Regions from separate parts of the Hordeum vulgare genome. Here region 1 is linked to region 2. A link is a contact called in public Hi-C data. All regions are on one chromosome and are shown on one strand. Each heading gives the region's core, a stretch centred on a gene start, on an enhancer-like site or on the middle of the called end of the contact. The rest is flanking DNA. Distances are from core to core; before and after follow the strand shown.

What was found. Hi-C and Micro-C count contacts between places; a contact is called where the count stands out from the background.
Region 1: a Hi-C map of leaf shows a contact between it and region 2, with 2.5 times the contacts expected there. The contact joins two enhancer-like sites. A contact is called at or near these places in 2 of 6 Hi-C or Micro-C datasets (leaf and seedling).

Annotation. Positions count from the first base shown.
Region 1 is chr2H:617,721,089-617,727,456 of MorexV3_pseudomolecules_assembly, reverse strand. No RefSeq gene overlaps it. Among protein-coding and RNA genes, the nearest start is that of LOC123427879, 74 kb to the left of the region's middle. Within about 2 kb of position 4,641, at least 2 of the 3 cell types and tissues checked have open chromatin away from gene starts, as enhancers often do. A contact at or near this core is called in leaf, where this site is marked.
Region 2 is chr2H:617,684,831-617,690,986 of MorexV3_pseudomolecules_assembly, reverse strand. No RefSeq gene overlaps it. Among protein-coding and RNA genes, the nearest start is that of LOC123430850, 49 kb to the right of the region's middle. Within about 2 kb of position 2,351, at least 3 of the 3 cell types and tissues checked have open chromatin away from gene starts, as enhancers often do. A contact at or near this core is called in leaf, where this site is marked.

The DNA of each region.
Region 1 (6,368 bases), core at 3,392-5,891, 34 kb before region 2:
CCATTCACTTAGGTACTGTCATGACAAGATTCATTATTTTTTTACATGATACCTACTGTATTCTATCATTCCCAGAATTTATATCACCAAATATAACGTATGGAAACATTAAAATAAGCAAACTATGCATGAAAAATAGAATTTGTCAAAAACATAACAGTTTGTGAAGATGTAAATGGACACCATACTTCCCTGACTCCAAAAATTCTGAAATATTAGGAAAACATAGAGAATTTTCATATAAAACCGTGTACAACTTTCAGAATTTTTTGACGCTCCAGTAAAATCAGAGAAATTCTGCACTGGATGTAAAAGTTTCTGTTTTTGCACAGACTCAAACAAACAAGTATTCACACTATCCCAAAGGCTTTAATTGGCACCTTATTGAAATAAAAGACATAAAACATGATTAATACAATGGATTAATCAGGTGAACACAAAAAACAGGAAGGATAAATATTGGGTTGTCTCCCAACAAGCATTTTTCTTTAATGCCTACTAGCTATGCATGATGATTTTAATGATGCTCACATAAGGATAGTATGTGAAATATGCGAGAGAGCATCATTAATCACATGAAAAGTACATTTAAGTCTAACCTACTTCCTATGCATAGGTATTTTGCAAGCAAACATTTGTCTTAGTAAGAATCAACTTGCATAGGAAGGCAAAACAAGCATGACTTCAAAACTTTGAACACATAGGAAGGAGACTTAATATAATTGCAATTCCTACAAGCATATGTTCCTTCCTCATAATAATTTCGAGTAGAATCGTGAAGGAATTCAAAAATATAACTATCACATAAAACATTCTTTTCGTGATGCACAAGCATAGAATTTTTATTACTACCCACACAAGCAAAATTATTATCATTCATAGTAGTAGGAGCAAACTCAACAAAATAACTATCATGAGATACTTGATTGATACAATCCATGTGAAAATAAAAATCATGATGACAAGTTTCATGGTTATCCTTATTCTTTATAGCATAAATGTCATCACTATATTCATCATAAGTAGGAGGCATGATTTCATCATAATAAGTTTGCTCATCAAAACTTGGGGGAATAAAAATAGCATCTTCATCAAACATAACATTCCAAAGCTTGTGGCTTTGCATATCATTAGCATCATGGATATTCAGAGAATTCATACCAACAATATTGCTATCATGCCCACCATTCAAGGATTTAACATTAAGCACTTTCATAAATTCTTCCTCTAACAATTGAGCACGATGTTACAAACCATCAATTTCACGAAAGACATTATAGAGACGAAGCTAATGAGGCAACCTAAATTCCATTTTTCTAGCTTTCTTTTATAAACCAAACTTGTGAAAAACAATAAACTAAAATATTTAATTCCAAGATGTAAATATATACCTTCAGGCACTCACCTCCCCGACAACGGCGCTAGAAAAGAGCTTGATGTCTACTAGACAACTTTATTCTTGTAGACTATGTTGGGCCCCCAAGTGCATAGTTTTGTAGGACAATAGCAATTTTCCCTCAAGAGTAAGATTTATCAATCCGTGGGAGGTGTAGGATGAAGATGGTATCTCTCAAAAACCCTGCAATCAAATACAAAAAATCTCTTGTGTCCCCAACACATCCAAAGCAATGGTAAATTGTATAGGTGCACTAGTTCGGCAAAGAGATGGTGATACAAGTGTAGTATGGTTACTAGATATATGTTTTTGTAATCTAAAAATATAAAAACAAAAAGGTAGCAATTGTAAAACAGTGAGGAAAATGTTACATAAGTGCTTGGTAATAAGGCCTAGGGTTCATATTTTCGCTATTGCAATCTCTCAACAATGCTAACATAATAGAATCATATCATCATCCCTCAATGTGCAAGAAAGAATCACTCCAAAGTTCCTATTTAAATTGGTTTGGGTAGTAGAACCACCTCAAAGTTATTCTTTCTGATCAATCTGAGCTAATCATATAAGTGTCACAAACAGTGTAACGCCCCGGACACATCCGTCGGCGGTCGTTACTACTGACAGGATCTAGAGTGGCCCCACGTATCAATACTAGTTTTTTTTGCACACTTTGTCCTCACTCATGTGCATCCGGGATCAACTTCCTAGTCGGTCACCCATCCTAGAACTACTCCAAGCCAAGCACGCTTAACGTGGGAATTCTGTTCGAATGGGCTCCCAAAAAGAAGGAATTCATTATTGATATGAGTAGTCTATCATCCCTAATAAGTCAGGCTATCACAAACATCACTAGAATTTGTAGTAGAATAACACCCATGATACTATCAATCAACCCTAATGTCACCTAGATAATCCAATGTCACCTCAAGTATCTGTGGGTAAATTATGCGATATGCATCAACTAATTCCAGATCTATCATATTCAATCCAACACAAAGAACTTCAAGGAGTACCCCAAGATTTCTATCGGAGAACGTAATATGAAAGCATGCAATCAACCCCTATGCATAGATCCCCAAGGTTACCAGAATCTGCAAGTTGATGCCATAACATATATCAAGTGAATCACTTGAATACCCCAATGTCACCATGGGTATCTGCATGCAAGACATACATCAAGTGTTCTCAAATCGAAATATTCAATCCAACATATCAAGATCTTTACGGAAAAGGTCAATTCATCACAACAAGGTAGCAAGGGAATAACATCATATGATCCAACTAGATTAACATGGTATGTGATACGTCAAGATCATGCCATCTCAAGAACGAGAGAGAGAGAGAGATAACATAGCTACTGGTATATACCCTCGTCCCCTAGGTGAAATACTATATGGCATTGTAGGATATCGGTTATTTTTGTTGGATAATTCAACAAATGTGGAAATCTGATTTGTAAGTAAAGTTTACGGTCTTAAGTACTTCCTCCGTTCTTAAATATAAGTCTTTTAAGAGATTTCATTAGGGGTCTACATACGAAGCAAAATGAGTGAATCTACAATCTAAATTATGTCTATATACATCCGTATGTAATCTATTAGTGAAACCTTTAAAAAGACTTATATTTAGGAACGGAGGGAGTAGCATTTTGTGAATGCTATCTTTCCTGATCCGAGTCCGTTCCATTACCATATGCATGTGGTACATGATCGTTCCTGATCCGAGTCCGTTCCATTACCATACGATATCCGGTAAAATGCTATTGGACGCATACGGAGAACGATCCAGCGATGTCATATGGCCGGCCAATTAACGTTTGCTTCAATTCCGTTTTTGTACGTTCCCAGAACCGTTCTCTTTTAGTATCAGTTTTTTCTTTTTTCTTTTATCTTTTTTATGTTTCTGTTTCTTTTTTCCTTTTCCTTTTCCTTTTTCTTTTTTTTTATATTTTTCCAAGGTTATTTATCTTTTTTTAAATAAGTTATGTTCAAAAATGTTTCTTTAAATTCAATTTTTTTGTCTTTTAAAGCAACGTTATAAATTCCAAATAGTTGCCGTTTTTACAAAATTCAAAACTCAAATAATGTTCGAGATTTAAAAAACATGTTCGGTATATAAAAAATGTTCGGTATTTTAAGAAAATGTTGGGTAGTTTTAATAAAATGTTCGACATACTTTAAAAAAAATAAACTAAGTTCATGTTAGCAAATTGTTATTAAATTTTGAAAAATATTCTTGCTTCTAAAAAATATTCCAAAACATTTTTCATAAGTTCAAAAAATGTTCTGGTTTTTTAAAAACTGTTCTTGTTTTAGAAAATGTTTCTTGTTTTTCAAAAAGTGCTCTTGTTTTTCAAAATTTGTTCTCAAGATACAAAAAAAAATCATGTTTTCAAAAACTGTTTGCGTTTTTTAATTTGTTTAAGATTTTTAAAAATTGTTCCTATTTAAAACATTTCTTCTCAAGATTCAAAAAATGTTCGTGCTTTAAAAAATTGCTCGCACTTCCAAATTTGTTCAGGATTTCACAAAATTGTCCTCCGTTTCATAATTTGTTCTTAATATTCAAAAAAGTTCATGCTTTAAAAAATTGTTCGCGCTTCCAAATTTGTTCAGAATTTTTCAAAAAATTTCTCTTTTTTAAAATTTGTTATCAAGATTGAAAAAATGTTTGTGGTTGAAAATATTGTTCGTGCTCTCAAATTGGTTCTCCATTTTATGAAATGTTCATGTTTTGAAAAAATGGATGGGAAATTCAATATTTGTTTGTTGTCATAAAATTTTGTTATAAATTAGGTTTTTTTAAAATGTTTTAAAAAAAATTAGGTTTATAAAATGTTTAAAAAAGAATTAGGTTTATAAAATTACTCAAAATTTTGTGTGAGTTTTCCAAAAAAATTATTAGCATTATTTAAAAATTATTTGCCAGCTGATTTAATTTGTAAAATAAACTTTTTAAATTTTACAATTGTTGTAGAGACCACCACAGTTACCTTGTAAATGTTTTTTTAAAACATATGTATTTAAGATGAGATATATATAGGAGAACCACTAGCCAGCTCCGAAACAGTACAAATAGGAGAGCCAGCAACAAAATGGTAGCCACCTCCAAAACAGCAGTGAAACAGAACAAACGTACAGAAACAGCTCAACCAGGAACGAAAACACGGGAAAGCCCAGAAAGGGCCGCTAGTCGGCTGCTCTGTGCGAAGCTCCAGCTGTTGGACGCAGAGTGGTTCAAATCGGAGCTCACCTGCTTAGATAAACCTATTTGACGCTCACTGCCTCAAACTATCGAGTTTTCGTACCCCTCTAGCGCGAGAATTGGAACAGTCCACTCCCCATAGCCAGGCACCCAGTCTTCGGAACCTACCAGATTGTTCCCAAAACCGTTTTTTTCTGTTTACTTTTTCATTTCTTTGTTTTGCGATCTTTTCTAAGTACATATTTCTTGATTTTCAGAATTTTCATTTTTTACATTTTTCTTTGTTTTATGTTTATCTTTTTTTTTTAAATTGTTTGTTTAAAAATTGGAAAATGCTCGTGATTTTGAAATATTTTTGCCTATTTGAAAAAATGTTTGTTTTTTCAACTTTTTGCATAATTTCATAAAGCGTTCATGATTTTCATAAAAAAATCGCATGTTTGAGAAAATATTTCAGTTTTTTATTTTTATGTTGAGAAGTTCAAAATTGTTCCTCATTTTTCAAATTTCGTTCCAAAGCTCAGACAATGTTCATGATTTTTCGTAAAACATTTGCATTTTCTAAATATTTTTTAAATTTTGAAAAAATGTTCTTTGCTTTTTTAAAATTCTCCTTTTATAAACTAAAAAAAATTCGTAATTTTATTTTTTTTGCCTATTTGAAAATTTGTTTTCTTTTCCAGCTTCTGATCTTGGTTTCCTTAATTGCTGAGATGTTCAAAAAATGATTTTTTTTTCAATTTTGGTCATAATTACATAAAATGTTCATGATTTTCATAAAAAGTTCATGATTTGTCTGGGTTTCTAAAAATGTCGAGAAGTTGAAACTTGCTCATCATCTTTCAAATTGTGTTCACCCATTCAGAAAATGTTCATGATTTTTTAAATAATATTTGTATTTTTCTAAATTTTGTCCACATTTTTAGAAAATGATCTTCGTTTTTTAAGAATTGTTTGTGTACAAATTTTAAAAAGGTTCATGTTTTTTATTTTTTTTACCTATTTGAAAAAATGCCTGTCTTTTCTGAATTTTGTTATTGTTTCTCAAATTTCTCAGATTTTCAATTTTGTTTTCGCAATTTTTCTATGGGTTTCTCATAGTGTTGAGAAGTTGAAAATTGATCCCTATTTTTCAAAAAAAATTCACTAATTCAATAAATGTTCGCGATTTTTCAAATAATCTTTGCATTTTCAAACTTTTTTTGAAATTTTCAGAAAAATTCATCTGTTGTTATTATATTGTATGTTTACAAACTGAAAAAATGTTCGTGATTTTCATAATTTTTTTGCCTATTTGAATAAATGTTTCGCTTTTCCAACTTTTGCTCTGTTTCCTAAGTTGCTCAGCTCTTCAAAAAATGTTCTTCTTTTTCAAGTTTGTTCATAATTCAGTAAGATGTTCGTGATTTTCTCAAAAAGTTCACGCGTTTGAACAAACCTTTCATTTTTGTAACTTTTTTTGGGTTTAAAAATGTTTAGAAGTTGAAAATTATTGTCCATTTTCCAAATTTTGTTCACAAATTCAAGAAAGTTTGTAATTTTTGAAATAATTTTGCATTTTCAATGTTTGGTTCACATTTTCAAAACTATTCCGGTTTCTTTTCACATTTGTAGTCAAATTTCAGAAAATAAAAAGGCAAAAATAACAATTTGTTTTTGCCTAATTTCAATATTTGTTCAAAATTTCCAAAAATGTTTGGAATTTAAAAATGGTGCATGTTTTCAAAAAGTGTTTGAGAGTTTTGGAATTTGGTTCATGTTCTAAAAT
Region 2 (6,156 bases), core at 1,102-3,601:
CAATTTTATTTACTTTCTTTTCTATTTTCGTTTCTTTGTACTTTTAAAAATTCGAGACTTTAAAAAGTTTAGAAACTATTTTTTGAGAATTTTGAATTTAATTTTTAATAAAATATAAATTACTTTGGAATAAAAATGTTCGAGATTTTGTAATAAAATATTTGCTTATTCTAAAAAATGCGAAAATTTCAAAACAAAAGATGGTGAAATAAAATAATGTTCATCAATTTTTAAAAATTTTGCTTATTAAAAATGTTAATGAAATTGAAAAACATTTCTCCAATTAAAAAAAAAGTCCATGAATTAAAAAATATCATGAAAATTTTAAAACTGTTCGTGACTTACACTTTTTTATTCATTTATTTGATTTTTGCTGATTCAAAAAACGATCATTTATTTCAAAAAATGTTCGTTTAGTCAGGAAAATGTTCGTTAAACCAAAAAAATGTATGCGAACCTTAAAAAATCGTTCCACCAATTTAAAGTTTGTTATTTCGATTTTGAAATGTTCACCAATTCAAGAATATTGAAAATAATGTTCACAACTTACATTTTTTTTCCAAACTGTATAAAATGTTCATGAATTAAAAAAATATGCTTGGTTTTAGAAAATGTACAATAATTTCTAAATGTGTTCATGAATTTAAAAAATATCATGTTTGCAAATATGTGCATGATTTAAAAAAGATATTCTTGATTTCAAAAATTAGTGCAGCAAATGTGATCATGATCATTGAACATTATGATATTTTTTCCGTTACAATGCACGTGCCCTTTTGGTAGTTGTTTATCAAGTCCATGAACAACTATAAAACAGGCCTGCAGAACTCCAAATGCCCTCTTCATATCCTTCTAGCTACTTCTTGTCTTTAGGAAAGTGAGACTTTTTCTGACCAACTCGGTTAGAGATGGTGCTGAAAAAGATAGCCCACGGAGGATAGATACCGTCAGCCATATAATAGCCCATGTTGTACTCATGTCCATTCACAATATAGCGTCAAGGAGGAGCTTTCCCTTGAGTCAGCCTCGCAAACAACGATGATCACTGCAGCACATCGATGTCATTGTGAGTCAAGAGATCCCAGCAAACCTGGCCACCCTCTTGCTTGTTAGATTGTCAAGAGCCTATCGGTGTCTGCAGCAGTTGGTTCTCTCAGGCACTGAAGTCTAAACATCTCGACCACGACAGTCGCAAACCTGACCATGGCGTCTCCTTATGTGCTCTCAGACATCCATAGGTACCCATCCCACCAATCATCGGTCGTGGCATATGCAAGCGCCCGGAGTGTGGCCGTGCACTTAGAGCATCTATAGCCAGACTTGACAAATCCAACCCCCTATACGCCGCGTGCACGTCCGGGCACCCTCCCGGACAGCGCACATCCACATACCTCAAATGAAACCTTCAAATCCATGCAATCCATGAACATCAATCATCCGAGCCCGGCTGGAACGTTGGAGGTGAGGGAAAATTAGAGTTTCGACAGAGGTGTGGCATGGTGACCAGGGTGGTGGAGCGGCGGCGAAGGCAAGAGAGAAAGAAGGAAGGAAAGAAAATAGGGAGAATGGAGGCGCGGGTTCGAAAAGGGTTTTGGATGGGTCGGGGGTGTCGGAGTCCTACATGTATTATGCCTGGACTCCCGCAAAGTCTCACACGTTTGTCTCGGGTTTGCTAGAGAAAATACGTCCGAACCGCTCGACAGACCGATACATGTGTTGGATGACTTTCGCGGTTCGTACATCGCGGTCTAGACAGATGCGGGCGGTTTGAAGCTCAGTCTTAGAGATGTCCTAAGACCACCATATTTGTAGATCAAATAAAATTCACGTTCTGTTTATTCACCAATACCATGCTTTATTGCCAATTCAATTTTCCAACTTTGATTGCTGACACAATATGGCTCTTATGCACTTGTTGCAGTCCCTACCATTACATCGTAAAAATAGAAAGGCACAGCAACACACATCATCAATGTTCAACGATCTAGTGTCAAGCTGTAGCCTGTCGACAAGCAGGCGGAAAGAGTATATATTCAGCCATAACGAAGTCCAATCACCACCACCGATCCATCCATACTATGGATGGATGGTTAGCGTTCACCTTTACCATTCCTTGTCCGTGGCGAGACGTACGTCAGCCCGTCCGGCCGGCCGCCCTCGATCGCCCGCTTCCTGCGCCTCACGTCCGGCAACCAACCAACCAACATGGAGGGGCGAGGCATGGATAGTGGAAGCACATGCGGCCGCCTCGACGGGCGCGCCGCACGTGCGACAGTGTGAGTGACTGGCCTCACTGTCCAGCTAGCTCCACTCCACTCCCTCCTCTCCATGATGCTGCACGCACGCACGCACGCATGTAATGCTAGCTACTAGCTCCCGATCGAATATCTCGAGGGCCGGCAGCCATGGACCACGGCTGGGATCGATGGGACGCGCGCGCACGTGAACGCATATGCGATGCGCCGGTCACCGGCGGGCCACGCCGTCACGTGCCCGTACGCCCGCCCCGGCCCACTTCGTGCCGCAGCTGCCTCCGTCGACCGTCGACGGGCACGGGGGACTGCGATGATTGGTTCGCCGGAGCTAGCTCGCATGCATATGAGCATCCATCTTCCACGAGTCCAGGCATGTGAGCACCGGATCGACAGGGCGGGCGGCTGCTCGCTGCAGGCAGATCGATCGATCGAGCTGCCTGCGCCAAGAGTCAAATCAGTAGTAATTGCGTGCCCGTGGATGCATATGATCGACAAAGCTAGCCCTGTGTTATTTGTTTATATGTGGCTATGTGCGTACCTGAGATCTAAGACGATCGATGTTGATCGAAATGAGCTTAACTAGGGTAATTTTTTGGGGTTAATCGTGTCCTGGGTAAGCTGCTATTTTCAGAGAGGTCATAGCACAGGACTACTGATTAATTATTGACCATAGATTCCACTAGCTGAGAATCAGTCATGGATCCATCGACGTCCATATACCAAACCACTACTTTTTACTGGTAAATGAAATCAAACGCCACATCTGGGGCCATGAATAAACTAGATTAAGGAAATCTACCTGGATATGACGACTGAGGGGGATCGATCGATCGGGGAGATAGATTTGACATGACAAATTAACCATTTGATTAAGCCACTGGATTATGGAGTTGAAAAGGGCGACAATCAATCATCATCAATCACAAGGGGTGTTTATCATATATGTACTGCACAAGCAACTCTTGGTCGGTTAATATTTTTTCTCGCCCTTAAAAATACTCCTAGACATACTCCTTTAGTTAGGTCAACACTCTTTGTGGCATAAGAGCTTCTATCATCCTCCCATTTGCACCCCCATTTGCCGTCCGATGCCGTCACTTTACATATTCGGGGCCCATATGCGATAGCTGCTAATACATACAATATTGGCCCTAATAGGTGTAGTGCTTATCTTTAGTTACCATTTTGTTAAAGGTTTCCACCCTGGCAAAGATGCCGTTGAGCCCTAAACTATTAGCGTGAGATCATCGCTCATTGGCTCGTGTTAATAGTGGCTAGCTACCTTCAAGTGGCGACATGATTAGGTGAGGCGCCTCCCAGCAAACAAAGTCTTCGTGGAATCTTTATTTTCTTTATTTCTCTTTGTTTCGGTTGTCCAGATAAACTATAACATATATGTTGTGTAGATGCGCTCTTGGTCTCCAATTACTTCATGGATATGCGCTACAGTATGCATCGTGTATAAGTGATTCCTCTTTTCAGTAAAAAGCATACATGCGTACATGTAGTGGCATATATATGTGATAGCTACGTACACCGTGATAAAGCATTAGTGCATGTGCCTCTCCTGCAAATGCAAACCACCAATAATTTTCTCTCAACTGCTGCAAAAGTCTAAGTTCAAACTTAACTCTACATCAAATATTGCTCGCAAGCTTCAAAACTATCACTAGTAGAAAAAGGGGCTTCCGTCCCAGCTCAATTTACACATTAGTCCCGGTTCCATTACGAACCGGGACTAATATTAGCATTAGTCCCGGTTCGAACGGCAAGGGCGCCGGTCGGTCATTAGTCCCGGTTCAAAAGGGACCTTTAGTCCCGGTTCGTGTCTCGAACCGGGACTATTTTCCTGTTTTTAAATTTTATTTCTGTTTGTAGTTTCTGTTTTAAATTGCTTATATCTTTTAGGATATTTAATTTTTTTTGAGTGATTCTTTTTTGCATTAGATTCAAAATTTTGTCTAGTTTCTGTTTGTGCAATTAGTTTTTAAATTTGAATGGTTTAAATTTGAATTTGTTCAAATTTGCTTCAAACCCAAATTGTGAATAACTTGAGTTTACAAATAGTTTTTAATTTAATTCTTTTTTCTCCTAGTCATCTGTTAGATCGTTATCACAGAAAGATTTATTTGGTTATTTTTAGAATAATTTAAATTTTGATTTTAATTAAAACAATATTGTTTTGCTTATATAGTTGTTTTAGTCATTTAATTGTTGTTTTTTATTATTTTTAGTTAGTACTTTCTGTAGATTTTAACATGTTATAGTATGGTGCATATTGAATGCATATTGAATTCAACCTTTTCAGAGTTCATTTGTAGTGCTTTTCAATTTCAGGGTCAATTAGCTCAAAAAAGTAAGTAAATGCATGAAAAATACCAAATGAAGTCAGAAAATATTGAAAATTTATGATGTGGCTTTAAATGGTGTATTTTAAACACACAAAAAGTATGGAGTTCAAATAAGTTCAAAAAAATGAAATCCCTTTGCAATAGATGAGTTTTCGTTCGAAACCCTGATACTTCGAAAGAGATTGTTTATTTTGTACACGAAGTGCATCCAGTTTTTGACGTAACCCTCTCAACTTTTTAGCACATGCTATGTGGAAGAAATGATGATACGATGCCAAGTTTCAACCTTTTCAGAGTTCATTTGTCGGGCTTTTCAATTTCAAGGTCATCTAGGTCAAAAAATCATTAAATGCATGAAAAATAGCAAATGAAGTTATAAATGGTCGAAATTTAGGATGTGGTTTTGAATGGTTTATATTGAATGCACAAAATGCATAAAATGTCTGAAGTTGAAATAAGTAAAAAAATAAAATATCTTTCTAGCAGATGGGTTTTCGTCCGAAACCGTGATACTTCGAAGGAGATGGTCCAGTTTGTACACGAAGTGCATCCAGTTTTTGTCGTAACCCTCTCAACTTTTTAGCACAAGCTATGTGGATGAAATGATGATACCATGCCAAGTTTCAACATTTTCACAGTTCATTATAGTTCTTTTCAATTTCAGGATCATTTAGCTCAACATAGCAAATAAAGTTAGAAAGGGTTAACTCTGGCTTGGTTAACCTTAGTTGTGATTCTGGCGGGGACGGTGCTAGCAAATGTAGTTGACGGGTATGATTGGACTCTTGGATAAAGGGAGATTCTAAAATTTTTAAAGTCTGCTACCCTCCCTGGACCGTCTTTTTTTAGTTTTGTAGAAAATAAACAAAAATGCTAAAATCTTCAAAAAATAAAATCCTTTGAGATGTAGTTAGGTTTTAGTGCCTAGTTGGTATAAAAATTTTGAGATATGAATTTTGACCGTTTTTTCAAAAAAGGGAAAAATGTAAAACGGCCATAACTTTTGCATACGATGTCAAAAAAAAAAGTTTAATATATAAAAAAAAACTAGAGAAAATTGGGAATCGATTTCACCGGGGCTTGCCCGATGAAGTTTTCTCAGATGCTCAAATTTCCAAATGTAAAAAAAGTTATGGCAAAAAGAAGTTTTTTCCACAAAAATAAGAAAAAATAATTTTATTTAAAATCTTTAGGTTGTTTTCATTGAAATTCACTATTATTATTACTTATTTTGTTTATTTTAATAATTGTTTGAATTCAAAAAATTAAATCATGTGACATGACATCAAACCCTAGGTTGTTTAGGATTGATAGCTTACTATTGTCAGGAGAACAACAAGTGCAGACTTGGCAACTAGGGGCGATAGAACCAGGAAGTTAAGCGTGCTCGGGCTGAAGCAGTGAAAGGATGGGTGACCGGTCGAGAAGTTAGACGATTTAAAATGAGTAATCTACGCTAGAGCAGTGAGGATGGGTGATTAGAGATTAAATTGTCAAATAAATCAAAGATTTAAAAATTGAAATAAAACATAAAAACAAATCAAAGAATA